Linked DNA regions of Zea mays: region 2 is linked to region 1. The links are chromatin contacts, called in public Hi-C maps. All regions are on one chromosome and are shown on one strand. Each heading gives the region's core, a stretch centred on a gene start, on an enhancer-like site or on the middle of the called end of the contact. The rest is flanking DNA. Distances are from core to core; before and after follow the strand shown. Region 1 holds the start of LOC103637635 (zinc finger (C2H2 type) family protein). Region 2 holds the start of LOC100383177.

Region 1 (6,405 bases), core at 2,207-4,706:
GGATGTTGGGTGCAACTGTATCCAACACTTGTTCATTCACGCATGCATGCATAGTATATATTTTCCTCCCTAGCTCTCCTAACCAATCTATTCCCCCGGCTTGGTAAATCGGGGTAGGTGGTCAGTGCACTGCTCTGCTTTTGCATCAGGCGATTGCATGCCCATATATTCCGGGTAAGGAAGGCAAGAGGCCAAGCACCCCTAGTTTATTTTTTTTAAAAGAACAGAGGGGCGAAAACCCCCTACCGATTTTTCCCCATTTATAAGTGCATATAAGTACAAATTAGGGGGAGATGGATGTTACAAACTGGACCATAGCATAGAGAAAGAGGTAGGTGGGAAAAAGGAGAAAAGAGAAAATAAATCTAAGGCCCTATTCGTTTTGTGCTAATTTATAGGGATTGAGGGGGATTAAATCCCGTGCAAGTCAAAATCCTCTCTAATCCCTTCCAATCTCCCTCAATTCGTATGGTTTTGGGATCAAACGAACATGACCTAAGATAACGTTTCCAAAATTGGAGTGGCAAAAGAGAATATTAGATAACGTTTCCGTCCTAATTGTTCTTAGCTGTCTCGCAACCAAACGCATCTCAAATGTATACCCAAATGTATATGTTGTGTTGGACGCGGACGTGAGAGCCCTGGATGCCGCAATGATCGGGTCTCTGGGGGGCGACGGATCGAGGTGGATGGAGATGGACGCATGGATTCGCCAGTGGCGGACCCAGCTGCTATGTTTAGGGTGTGCCAAGAAAAAAATAAAAAAAACAAACAAAAAATAAGGATCAACGAGACTCGAACCTTGACCACCAAGTTTAAAATATAGCACTTACACCACTATACTAACTACACTTATGTGATCTTAGGGTGTGCCGTGGACCATATGGACCACCCGCTAGGTCCGCCCGATTCGGGAATGATCGGCCGGGCCGGGGGTTCTCTAGCTCGATCGGCATGCACGCGTAGTGCTGGGAATTGGGCCGTGCCGGGCCGGCCCGGCCCAAGCCCATCGTGTTTCGTGCCAAACGGGTTCGGGCCAAGAAAGCCCAGACAATTTTTGGGCCGTGCCGTGCCAGCCCGAAGTATAAAAACAGTGGCCCAGCCCGGCCCTAAACCACGCCGTGCCTTCGTTGGGCCGTGCCGGCCCAAGCCCGGCCCGTATATTTGACCACATAAAATCAAAACATTATAACCATATAAAGTGCATATCTTACTAAAATAAAGATATTAAACAATTATAGCATCATTTAACCACATAAACTCTAAATATAACAACAATATAAAGTCAATATCTTACTAAATTAAAGAGATTAAACAGATTGGGCTTAATTGGGCCGTGCCGGCCCAAGCTCGGCCCATTTATGCGTGCCGTGCTGGGGGCCCGACGGGTCGGAATTTGAGGCCCGGCCCAAGCCCGCCTTCGGGCCGTGCTAGCCCGGCCCATATTATTTCGTGCCGGACCGTGCTTTGGGCTCTTATTTTCGGGCCGTGCTCGTGCTGGCCTGAAAAGCCCGGCCCAGATTCCCAGCACTATGCACGCGGACGGAGGCAGGCTGCAGTGGCGGATCGATACGAGTATAGCAGAACGCCATCATCACGTTCACGTACCCAGAGTCAGGTTTCGCGGCTCTCTGGCTCGAAATGATGGGCTCGCCGTCGTCGGCCCGCCCGGCCGGCCGGCATGCAGGTCGTGGAGCCGGACTGAGAAGCTTGCATTGGCATTGCATTGCCATGGATATGGAGGATCCCTCAAAGGCCGTGAAAGCACACAGCATGCACAGAGCACGGACAAGAATCAGTTACTAGCTAGCATCGGAAGTCCCATCTGTTTGTCAATCAACGAATTATTCTCATCCCTGCACGTGTTCGACGTTTTCGCGCATCGGGTTCGCACAACAAACGCTAGCTAGTTAGCTAGCTTCAGAGATAATATAATTTTGTTTTTTCCTCTCTCTCTCTCTCTCTCTCTCTCTCTGTGGTTACGTTACACATGCATCCGAAGCTACATTTGTCAACTACGCGAGCCACCACTAGTTCATATATGCGCTCTCTCTCTGCGGTTGGCGCATTGTGAATAAAAAAAACGAGTTCGAGAGGAATCGTCCGATCCGCATCAACTAACTAACACCACACCGATCGCAATTGTCTAATCGATTAACAGAACGCAGTGAGATCATACTAGGCAGCTAGCTAGCTAGTCGTTGCTTCCAAGCCATCTTGTCGTCAGATGTCGTCGTCTTCCTGACCTACTGCGCGCAGCTAGCCGCGTACTGTACGCGAAGTGGTGCAGCAGCTAGCTACACGTGGACGTACGTGGTGGCTGCGAATGTTCCCGGCCAGCCACAAATCCACAACACGCGACGTACGGTTTTCGCGGGATTAGTTTCTGAGTCGGCCAGCGTTCGTTTCGCACGCGTGGCTAGTAGCCGCGCGCGCCGAATCATTCTCGTTCACTTGCAGCAGAGTCGCACCTGTGCTGCCGTTGCGCTGCTGACATTCTGCCGCGTCGGAACCATGCCTAAAACGTGCCCCGTTTCGTCTCGGTCAGCCTGCCACGCAGTGGTCGTGGAATCACAACACATGCACAGCACAGACGATCAGGAGACGACGCACGAGACGAGAATGATTGATGACACGGAGACCAGCAGCGACAGCGACCAAGTAAATAGCTCGCTCGCCGTTTTCAATACAGTAACTGATTCGATGCAGCAGCAGATTACATAAATTCGTGCAGGGAGTTGCATGCGCTCGGCTTGAGCGCCCCGGCCGCTCCACAACAGTTTGAATTCGAAGAGGGTCGGTCGGTCCTCCACCACAAGGTCGAAAAGGGTCGTGCCAAAAAAACGCAAAGGAGACGTCCCTTTTGTGTAGGCACCTAGAAACCAGATACATGTACACACAAATACACGCCGACAAGTTTCACCGGCGGGTGCCACAGCGAACCGCACGAGACGTACGCCACAGTGGCAGAGGAGGGGGGTGGGAGAGAAGGCACTCACTGGTCGATGCTGCACCACAGCTCATCTAAAAAAGAGCAGAAGTCATATAAGGGGTAAAGGAAAGGCTACGAAAGAGAGACAAAACTCAGCAGCGAAAGTGGTGGGGGACGAGGAGGGCAGAGCAGGGCTCCCCCACCCCTGATCTCAACCTCTCCACCCCCCAAATGGGACCCTAACAAATCATGATTCCAAATGGAGCCGCAATTCAAAAAGGTTAACCAACTCACATCCAAATCCAGCACAAACCCGCCGTGTAAAACCAGAGTAACTCCCACCAGGCCACCACTACCGGGTAACGTCACTGACATCCTGGACCCACAAGGCTGCGCCCACCTATCAGGCTGTCACTGACGGTTATTAGGTGTGGGGTAGTCTAGTAAGCCGGTGCAGCAAGCGCACTGTAATCTGTAAACAGTTTTGTCAGCGACACGGCGCCCCACCGGCAGGGCCTGTGAATAAATCCGCAGACCGCAGCCATAATAACACCCGCAGACGAGCCAGCGGTCTGCGCCCACCACCAGTCCACCACCACCCACCCGCAAAGCCAACCACAGGAGCTGGAGCTGCCGCGGCCAAGGACAATGGCGACGGCGTGGGTGCGCTCGCTCAGCTGCAGGTCCTCCTACGCCGTCACGGACGCCGCCATCGCGCCGTCACCGGCCAAGAAGCCGCCGCCGCAGCCGCTCCCCTTCTCCTGCGCCAGCGCCACTGCGGCGGCGGCGGACGTGATGGACGCCGTGGCGTACGCCCATCATCAGGCCAGGCGGAAGAAGCTGGGGAGGGAGAGGGAGAGGCGGAAGGAAACGCGAGAGCCGCGGCCACGGCCCAAGAAGAAGCCCAAGCCCATGGCGACGAAGGACGCGGCCGCCGCCGCCGGGGCGCCGCTGTCGTTCATGCCGTCGCCGGCGCCGGGCCCGCCCGTGAGCTCGGCGTTCCTCACGATGGCGGAGCTGCCCGAGGGCCACTCCTCGCGGCGTGTCGTGGAGCTCATCTTCGCGTCCGGGTGGGCCGACGCGGCGGGGCGCCCGTCGCCGTCGCCGTCGCCGGCGGTGGAGGCGCTGTTCCGCGTGCACAGCGCGCCGCGCGCGGTGGCGCGGTTCGAAGAGGCGCGCCAGGCGGCCCGCGCGCGCGGCGCCGCGGCGCGGTGCGGCGCCGACGGCAACGAGATGATGCGGTTCCAGTGCCGCGCGCCCGGCGGCGGGGTGTTCGGCGCGGGCGTCGCTACCTGCCGCCTCGGCGCGTCGGTCTCTGCAGTGCGCACGTTCGCCTGCAGCGGCGCCGCGCACGCCAGCGCCGCCGCCGCCACCGCCACCGCCGGCCGGCGGGCGATGCTGGTGTGCCGCGTCATCGCCGGCCGCGTCTGCCCCGCCAACCACCCGTCCTCGCGCCACGCCCACGGATCCGCTGCGACCGCCTATGACTCCGTGGACATGGGCAACGGCGAGCTGGTGGTCCTGGACAGCCGCGCCGTGCTCCCCTGCTTCCTCATCATCTACAAGGTCTAGCCGCCGCCGCCGACGACGACCCGGGACCACCGGACTAGAGCACTAACCGACCACCGACCGTGACCGTTAACCCCTCCCCCGTCGTCGTTAATCGCCACGCTGATCGCTAGGCTTCTCTAGCATTGTTTTGGGACTCTGCTTTTCCGGAGTGTCAGGTGCGTGTGGATGGTATTTGGTATGCTATGGTAGCAGCAGCGGCAGCAATGGAGCCCCTGGCCCTGCCGTGCCCGTGCCCCGTGCGTGTAAAAATCAGTACAAAAACCGCTGCCTATTTTGGTATAGAAACATTTTGCTTTTGGCTGTCCATTCAAACAGCTCCTCCCTCCCTCCGTCTTTTGCAATGGCATCGCTCGCTCCGCATCCGCATGCAATGTACTGTGCCTTCTTTGCTTCTGCTGCTCTTGTGCACTTTGCAGCGGACACCAGAAGACGACCAGAGCAGAGCAGAGCTCCCAGTCCCAGATCTGCTCGCGCGAATCAGCCGTGCCCCCGTCGTGCACGGCTCCGATCGCCCGGACGGCTACCCGTGACACAGCCACAGCCACAGCCAGCGAGATTCACGGCTTCTCACCGTCCCTTCCTCCCTGTTCCATCCACCGCAGAGATTTGTCGCCGCAGGTTTAAAGCGTTTTTGGCGCAGCGCTCGTGTTTTCTTCTTCCTCTCGCCGTCGCCATTCGTTTGTTTCCTTCCCGTCGGTCGATCAATGGCTGGGAGCCTGCTGCCTGGTACTGCGATCATAATTCTGCGTCCTAGCTGCTCTCAGACGACCGCCTCTCTCTCTCTCTCTCTCTCTCTCTCTCTTTCTCTCTCTTTCTCTTGTCCTGCCTGCGCTGTCCTTGCCGCTTTCCCCTTTTTCTTTTTCCAGATAGAAAGAAGCCGCAGCACGGGCCGGCCTTGCTCGCTCCGCCTCCCCCTTGGTGTTCTTCGTGGTCGTGGGCTCCCTCGCTTTTGCCTACTACCTAGCTGCTTGTTTTTTCAATGGCGCCTTCATTGAATACGGGTGTGGGGGCTGTTCTGTTTCGTTTGGTGGCAACTGCAATCCAGGCAAAGGCGTCTGGGATGTTAAAGTGAAGTAATGAATGCGAGGTAGAACTCGGTGGTGACGTTCGTTCTTGAGGTTAAGCATGCAGCACTGACCAATCGGCAACTGTTGCCTGCTTCCTTGGCGCTTGCTTGCTTGGGGTGCAAAGGCTCCTGTCCAGCGACAACGCATGCCACACGGTCCGTTTTCCCTGTGTCCATTTGAATGGCCGAACACCATCTCCATATCCATGTACGTAGTCATATGCTGAACTATCCGAAGCGTTAAGTGCTGCATTACATGGTGCGGGTACTCTGCACAGCTACGAAATTGTTTTTTTGTGCATGGTGGTAGATGCTTATCCAGAGTATGGGCCGGGTTTTTTTTTAACCACCATGAGCACATAGCATGGCCCCTATACATGGGTCAAGCTTAGGCCGGCACCGCCCAATGAAGTCCATGTTATCCAATTTCTTTAATTTAGTAAGTTTTTTACTTTATATTATTATAATATTTATACTTTATATAGTCAAATGATTTATACTTTATATAGTCAAATGATGTTAGTATTATTTAATATTTTTAATTTAGGAAGCTATGAATTTATGTGGTTGTAATATTTAGATTTTATGTGGTTTAAATATATAGGTCCGGCTTGGATTGATATGGTCTAACAAAAACAAAGTCACGACGTGCTTTAGCCAGATTGGATCATTATTTCTACTTTTTAGACTCACACGATACAGTTTAAAAGTTTTTTAAGGTCTTTTTAGCTCGAGTCGTTTGGCCCGAAACACGATAGACCTAGGCCGGGCGAGCCAAATTATCAGCACTAATCCAGAGAGGGATCCGACATGCCCATCACGTGTCGACAGGTTT
Region 2 (6,167 bases), core at 1,322-3,821, 270 kb before region 1:
GCCGTAAGAACTACCTAATGAGATCAAGGATAGGACACTGCGCATAACCGTCACCAGTGTTATCTAAATGCTAAACAGTAAACAGTTGGTCACCCAGTGTTCACTGTTTAGACGGTGTTTAAACTGAGTTAAACGATCTAAACGCTTTTGTATAGTACCACTAAAATATACATATTTTATGTATGCAAAAGTCAAACATACATATACCAGAAAGTATACACATTTACATATGTAAAAAATATGTATCCTAGCAAAAAAAATTGAGGAAAGGAACTAAATTCCACTCTTACAATGTTAATTAGTATGGTGCCAATGCGATAGTTGTAATCTGCCTGTTGAATAAACAGTGAGTTAAACAGCAATTTAACCCATTTAATCATGTTTAAGCCATTTAGACCGTACAGTTTAAACAGTCCAACCATTTGATGGAACGTTTAAGGCCTAAATGACACAGCTGGCCTTTTACCATTTACACAATGTTTAAACAGCGAACAATGAGTGTCAGTAACACATACAAGCGACTGAACTAGATCCAAAATGTTGCACAAGTATAAGTAATATGATATTTATTACAAAAAAAGCAATAGTGTAGTTACAACACATGTATGAGTACAAAACAAGGCAAAAGCAAGCAATCAAGGTAAATCAAGCAAGTTACCTCATCAGGCACCATGTCAAAAAGGCTAGACCTTCTCTTCCTTCTGCTCATATTTGATTGACGTATAAAATATTTTTGAGCATGACTTGCTACTTGAGTAGGTGTTCTTGAGACCACGAAATTACGAGAAATCCCTCGCCAATCACCTTTCCCAAGCTTTTGTAATCCCAGCAAAAACCTCCGGTGTTCTTCTTCAGTCCAAGGAACACCTGTAAGAGCAACCTCAATCAGCAATGCAGCCATGCAGGTAGGCAGCAATATGTGAAGCAACAAGAAACCAGTGAACAGAAAGGAATGGACAGCAGCATATTAACAGACTATGGTAAAAGTTAGCATCACCACCTTGCTGTTAAACAAATCATATAGGTAGGGTGTCATCGACAAACAGAGGACTAGCCAAACAGCACAAAATCAGAACAGAGATGGGCATAATATGCAGAAGGTGCCACTTGACTTACATTGAAGGGCAGGCCTAGTGTAGTGGTGAGAGCTGTCTCATGAGTCACCCAGTCCGAGTTTGAAACAACCTCTCTGTATTTATGGGGGAAGGTTTGACTCAGTTTTACTCTTTTCTTAGACCCTACAGGATTGCCTCGGTTTATCCCTTCCGCAGACCCCACTCATGTGGGAGCCTCCGGCACTGTGTTTGCCCTTTTCTTGCCACTTGACTTACATTAAAACACCTACCACCCACCACCAAGTGTAACCCAAGAACTAGATATCACTGTTCGTGTAAAAATCTCACAAGAATCAGCAGCAATAATTAACAATAAAGATAAAACTTGCAGAACATTGGTATTCATGTATCAAGCATTTGATTTTTCCCCATAACATATGAAAAAACTTGTTTCCTTATCAAGTATGGGCAGCCGGAATATGGCACTGTGTAATAGTAATTACATCCCAGTGCAGTAGCACATTACACCAGACCGTGACCATTAGCACATGTATGGCATACATAAGACAACGTTTCAGCAGTTAGCGCAGCGGTTTCAATTGCTCGGCATATCCTTCCTGATTACGCAGCCCTGTACCTTTGATTACGCAGCCCTCTATGCCTCTACAGCCATTCAGCATAACGAATCAGTGACAAATTTCATCAAAATCAACTGACACCACTGCTTGGAGCAATCCATAACCCATTTTCTAAAAGTTTCTAGAGCTGAGTTTGTTAAATTATCCCCATGACCCAGTCAAACGACATAGGGCAGGTGGTCCTTGCACCAGTCAGGGGCTGAATTCGAGTACCATATGTATCAACTCAACTAGTACAATATCGATACAATAGTAGTACTCAGCACAGTGTGGTATTACCATTAATGATTTTCTCTCAGCCGGTGCAGTACCCGTTTCCCAACCTTACAGGTACCTAATCAGTGAGCACTAGCCACTAGGTGCATCTAAAAAGAGTAAGCCGAGTAGGCAGGAGAGAAATGAATGGAAAAACTTGGAGCTGGTTAGAGCTGGAAGGATCTATTATCTAGGGTTCTGCATCGAGTGGTAGCGGGTGGATGATCGATTCGAGAGGAGGGGGCAGAGATCGGGCGGTAACTGACCTTTCTTACGCTCGCGGCTGGCGGAGGACGACCCCTGGACGAAGTCGTCGGAGGCGTAGCCCCCGCCGCCGTCGGCGAGGTCGGGCCCGTCGGCGGGCGACGCGCCGCCGCTGGTTGACCCCGCGGAGAGGAGGGAGAGGTTCCCCATGCTTGCGCTCTTGCGGATGGCCGAGCCATCGGTGAGGCGCACCCCGAAGATCTTGACCCCGCGGTTGGGGCACGTCCGCGAGTTGTGCCCGTTGTGGCTGCAGTGCGAGCACCGCCGCGTCATCCCGCCGCCAGCCAGGGTTCGTGCGGTTTGCGTGTGTCGGGACTCGTGAGAGGAACGACGGTGGTGATGGTGATGGGAGGAGGACCGGAGCCGGTGCGAGGAAGCCGTGTGAGGAGAGGAGGTGATGAATGGAGGGGAGAGGGTTAACTCAACTGTTAAGTGGTGATTGCTTAAGCTGGTCGGCGAGCGTGGGCCGTCCACGTGGCGGATATTCTCGCGGGGATATACGTGTGCGTGGGGGACTCGGGCAGCGGCTTGTGGGGCACGCCTCGCTTCCTGGCTGGCTCCACTCTGCCTGCCGTCAGCCTCCTTCCGATTTGTTCTCAATCGCCGGGTCCTCGGACCATTTACTGACAAATTGAGCAAAGGCGAACCAACCTGCGATCGTGTCCATTTCCTGTTTTAAGATCTGGACGATACGTTTCTTTCCTTAGAGCAACTCCAGTGGTTCTCTAAAACACTTTCTAAATCAATAATTTAGCTAGTTAACATGAAAACTATTCTCCAATAGTTCTCTAAATGAACTTTCTAAATTTAACAACTTGTCATCTAACCCCATTTTCTCTCTACATTTGGCAACCATTTAACAACTCACTAAACAAAAATGTTGACTGCATTATATAGTTTTTGTGACTTATTTTTTATGTGGATAAATACAAAACAAAATTACAACCTATATTTAGAGAACTATTGGAGAACTCACATTTTTTTACTCCAAAAGCTATTTAGCAACTTCTTAAATCTGTGATTTAGAGAGCTAAAATTTACATAACTATTGGAGTTGCTCTTATGTAACGAGGCTTAGGTCTTATTTAAAAGAACCCAGTTTTTAAAAAACCAGTTTTTATCTTTTAACTAGGAGAGTTCAGCTTCTTAGTTTTTAAGAAGCTAGTAATCCTAAAATTAGCGCCGATCCGGTCGCCAATCAGTACGATGAGAACCGATGGCGGTGCTCTCTGCGGAGATGCGGATGGTCCGTGGCCAGGGGCCGAACGTCTGCGACCTGGCGCAGAGGCTAGGGTCCTGCCTGACGAGCCGGACAGTCCGCGCGGGCGCAGGGGTGGCGAAGTTTGCCGATGGCGCATCTAATCGACGTAGAGCCGGAGAGAGGTGAAGATTTAGATAGAGAAATCTAAGTTATTGTCTACTCCTAGGGCAAAATGTAAAGAACTAGATGTATATTGATTGATTAATCGATTGTTGGTGTTTCAACCGGCTGTAGCTTTCATATATATACAGGGGGTCTGGACCCGTTACAAACTGATTCTCGAGTTAATCTCGCAGATTTAGCTAACAAATCCCGTAAGAAACTTGGAATCCTAACTGATTCTGCGCGCGCGGACCGTCCGCGCCACCATCGCGGATCGTCCCCAGGCCAATTTTGGTGCCCAACCTATGCCCCTGCCTTTTGGCGGAGCTGAGCGAACCAAAAGCACTGGTACAGGCTGAAAACTAACTCAATGTGTTCACATCAGTTTTTCTAGGTATCTTGCCACATACTAGGATGATATTGCTTGAGAAAACGCCAGTTTAGCGTCTTGGGCAAGTCTTTGCCTTGTAGTGTTTGCAACTGGCCTTAACCAGAAAGTTCAGGAGAGAAAACCCCAGTTCAACTGCCCTAAGGCAAGTTCAACTGGTGTATGGTCAAAGAGGTTTACAGTTGAAGTTGAAGTTCAGCTGGAGTTGAGAAAGCTCAATTGTAGTTGTAAAAGCTCAACTGCAGTTGAAGAAGTTCAGCTCAGCTAAAAAAGCTCAATTGCTGCTGAAGAAGCTCAACTAGCTAAGGTTTAGTTCAGCTAATAAAGCTCAACTGCGGCTAAAGAAGTTCAACTGCTTTTCAACAAGAACACTCTTAGTTTCTCAACCCTAATCACGGTCAGCCATATAGCGTTCAAGAGATTTTTGGTTTTCAAAAATAGCTTTTGAATTTGAGGGCTTGAGCTTATAACAAACATCATTACCTATGGGAAAACTACTAAGGAAGAATTACATCCTGTGACTCAAGATATACATAAAATTTTATATGTCCATCGCATGGAGTCTTTTCAAGGGAATTGCATATGTGTTTCTTTTGTCCTTGATACTTCCTTTAGTTCTTGTACATTCTAAGCATATACTGGGAGCAAACTTGTTAGTACCCTTATTTGTTTTGTCATTAAATCACCAAAACCCTCACTTAGGGTTGATTTCACTTACAGAGCAGCTTTAAATGATTGACTGATTCTTTTGGCTTAGTGAAGGCGGCCTCTTTAGGACCAAAATCGAATTGAGCAACGACAGGTTCACCGTGGCTAAAATTTGTACAATCTGCTGAGAACATAATAACATTTACGTCCATACCTGAATTTTCCGGCGTAGCTCCGTAGTCCACCAAGTCCTCTCCCACCAGATCGTCTTCCTCCATAGGTGTTGGTGCATCGTTCGAGGTGTTCAGGCACAGGGTGGACGGTCCGAACTCGAGGGTCGGACTGTCCGTAACTGAAAGTGCATTCATCCTTTTGTGAGTTTTGGTGATTTGGATAACAACACATTTAAAGGTCTAACAAGTTTGCTAAGTGTTGAACAGGAAATTCAGTATGATGAACCCCTCTAAGAATCTTAATTGAATCAAGTGCATGTTACAAGTAATTCGAGTACTTGATGCACACATTTAGGGGGAGCTCATTCTATATCCTGTGTCCTTAAATACTAACATTTTCTTTTAGTGAACTTGTGTAGTTCTTTGAAAAGAATGGGTTTCTCTTGATTTTTTTGAAGAGGATATGTTTGTCCTTGGCATGCTAAATTTACTCAATACATGTCATAATGAAGACTGATGGACATGAATGAAAATCATCTTGCTTTGTGCAAAAATAATGTCAAGCCTATCAAAAGCTAAGATGGAAATTCATGATTATAATGGAGACCATGTGGCGTAGAACAAAGAAAATGCTAGATGACATCTAGACTCTAGGTATCAAGATTCACCTTCGATTTAGTATGACGATCTTCATTTGATATCTTGGACCTATGTCACAATTATCCCAACAAGAGCTTGCAAATGAATTCTAAATCCAACACAAGTCTGGAAACCCCTTGAAAAGGTAAAATGCAAAGGTACATCACTTATGACACTTATCCATTACCTTTGTGCCATCTAAGGATCATTTTCATGATAGTGTGTACACATCTCGCTTAATCATAATTTCTATCCTTTATATTCTTTATATCTTTTTTGGAGATTTATGACAAAGGGGGAGAAATTGTGCATTAAAGCTTACCTTTAGTCTTATGTAACTAAGTGTAAGAAGACTTTTGAAAAGGGGGAGAAATAATTGACAAAAGGGGGGTTGAATCATAAGTAAAACATAAGATGAAGGAAATTGATGAGTGCATAATATGTCATAAGCATCACGTTTATTTATGACACAAAGCACCCTATGAATAGGTTGATATAAGTTGTCTTCACTCTTTGACCCAAATATGTGGTTTTGGCATTTGAGTACAAAATTGGTATTTTCTGAAATGCACATATTTAGGGGGAGGAAACTATATCATAGGATTCAAAATCTTATTTATCAAATCTTATGTAAGCTTTAAATGTGTTGTCATCAATCACCAAAAAAGGGGAGATTGAAAGTGCATTCATCCCTTTTGTGAGTTTTGGTGATTTGGATAACAACACATTTAAAGGTCTAACAAG

Evidence for each region. Hi-C and Micro-C count contacts between places; a contact is called where the count stands out from the background.
Region 2: a contact with region 1 is called in a Hi-C map of leaf, with 8 times the contacts expected there. The contact joins the promoter of LOC100383177 here to the promoter of LOC103637635 in region 1. A contact is called at or near these places in 6 of 25 Hi-C or Micro-C datasets (bundle sheath, ear, endosperm and 2 more).

The regions. Positions count from the first base shown.
Region 1 is chr1:90,309,345-90,315,749 of Zm-B73-REFERENCE-NAM-5.0, reverse strand. LOC103637635 (zinc finger (C2H2 type) family protein) reads left to right here and starts at 3,456. Exons shown (of 1, transcript XM_023301293.2): 1 at 3,456-4,823. The coding sequence starts at 3,581. The coding sequence ends at 4,504.
Region 2 is chr1:90,576,405-90,582,571 of Zm-B73-REFERENCE-NAM-5.0, reverse strand. LOC100383177 reads right to left here and starts at 2,571. Exons shown (of 3, transcript NM_001175842.1): 1 at 2,215-2,571; 2 at 659-867. The coding sequence starts at 2,485.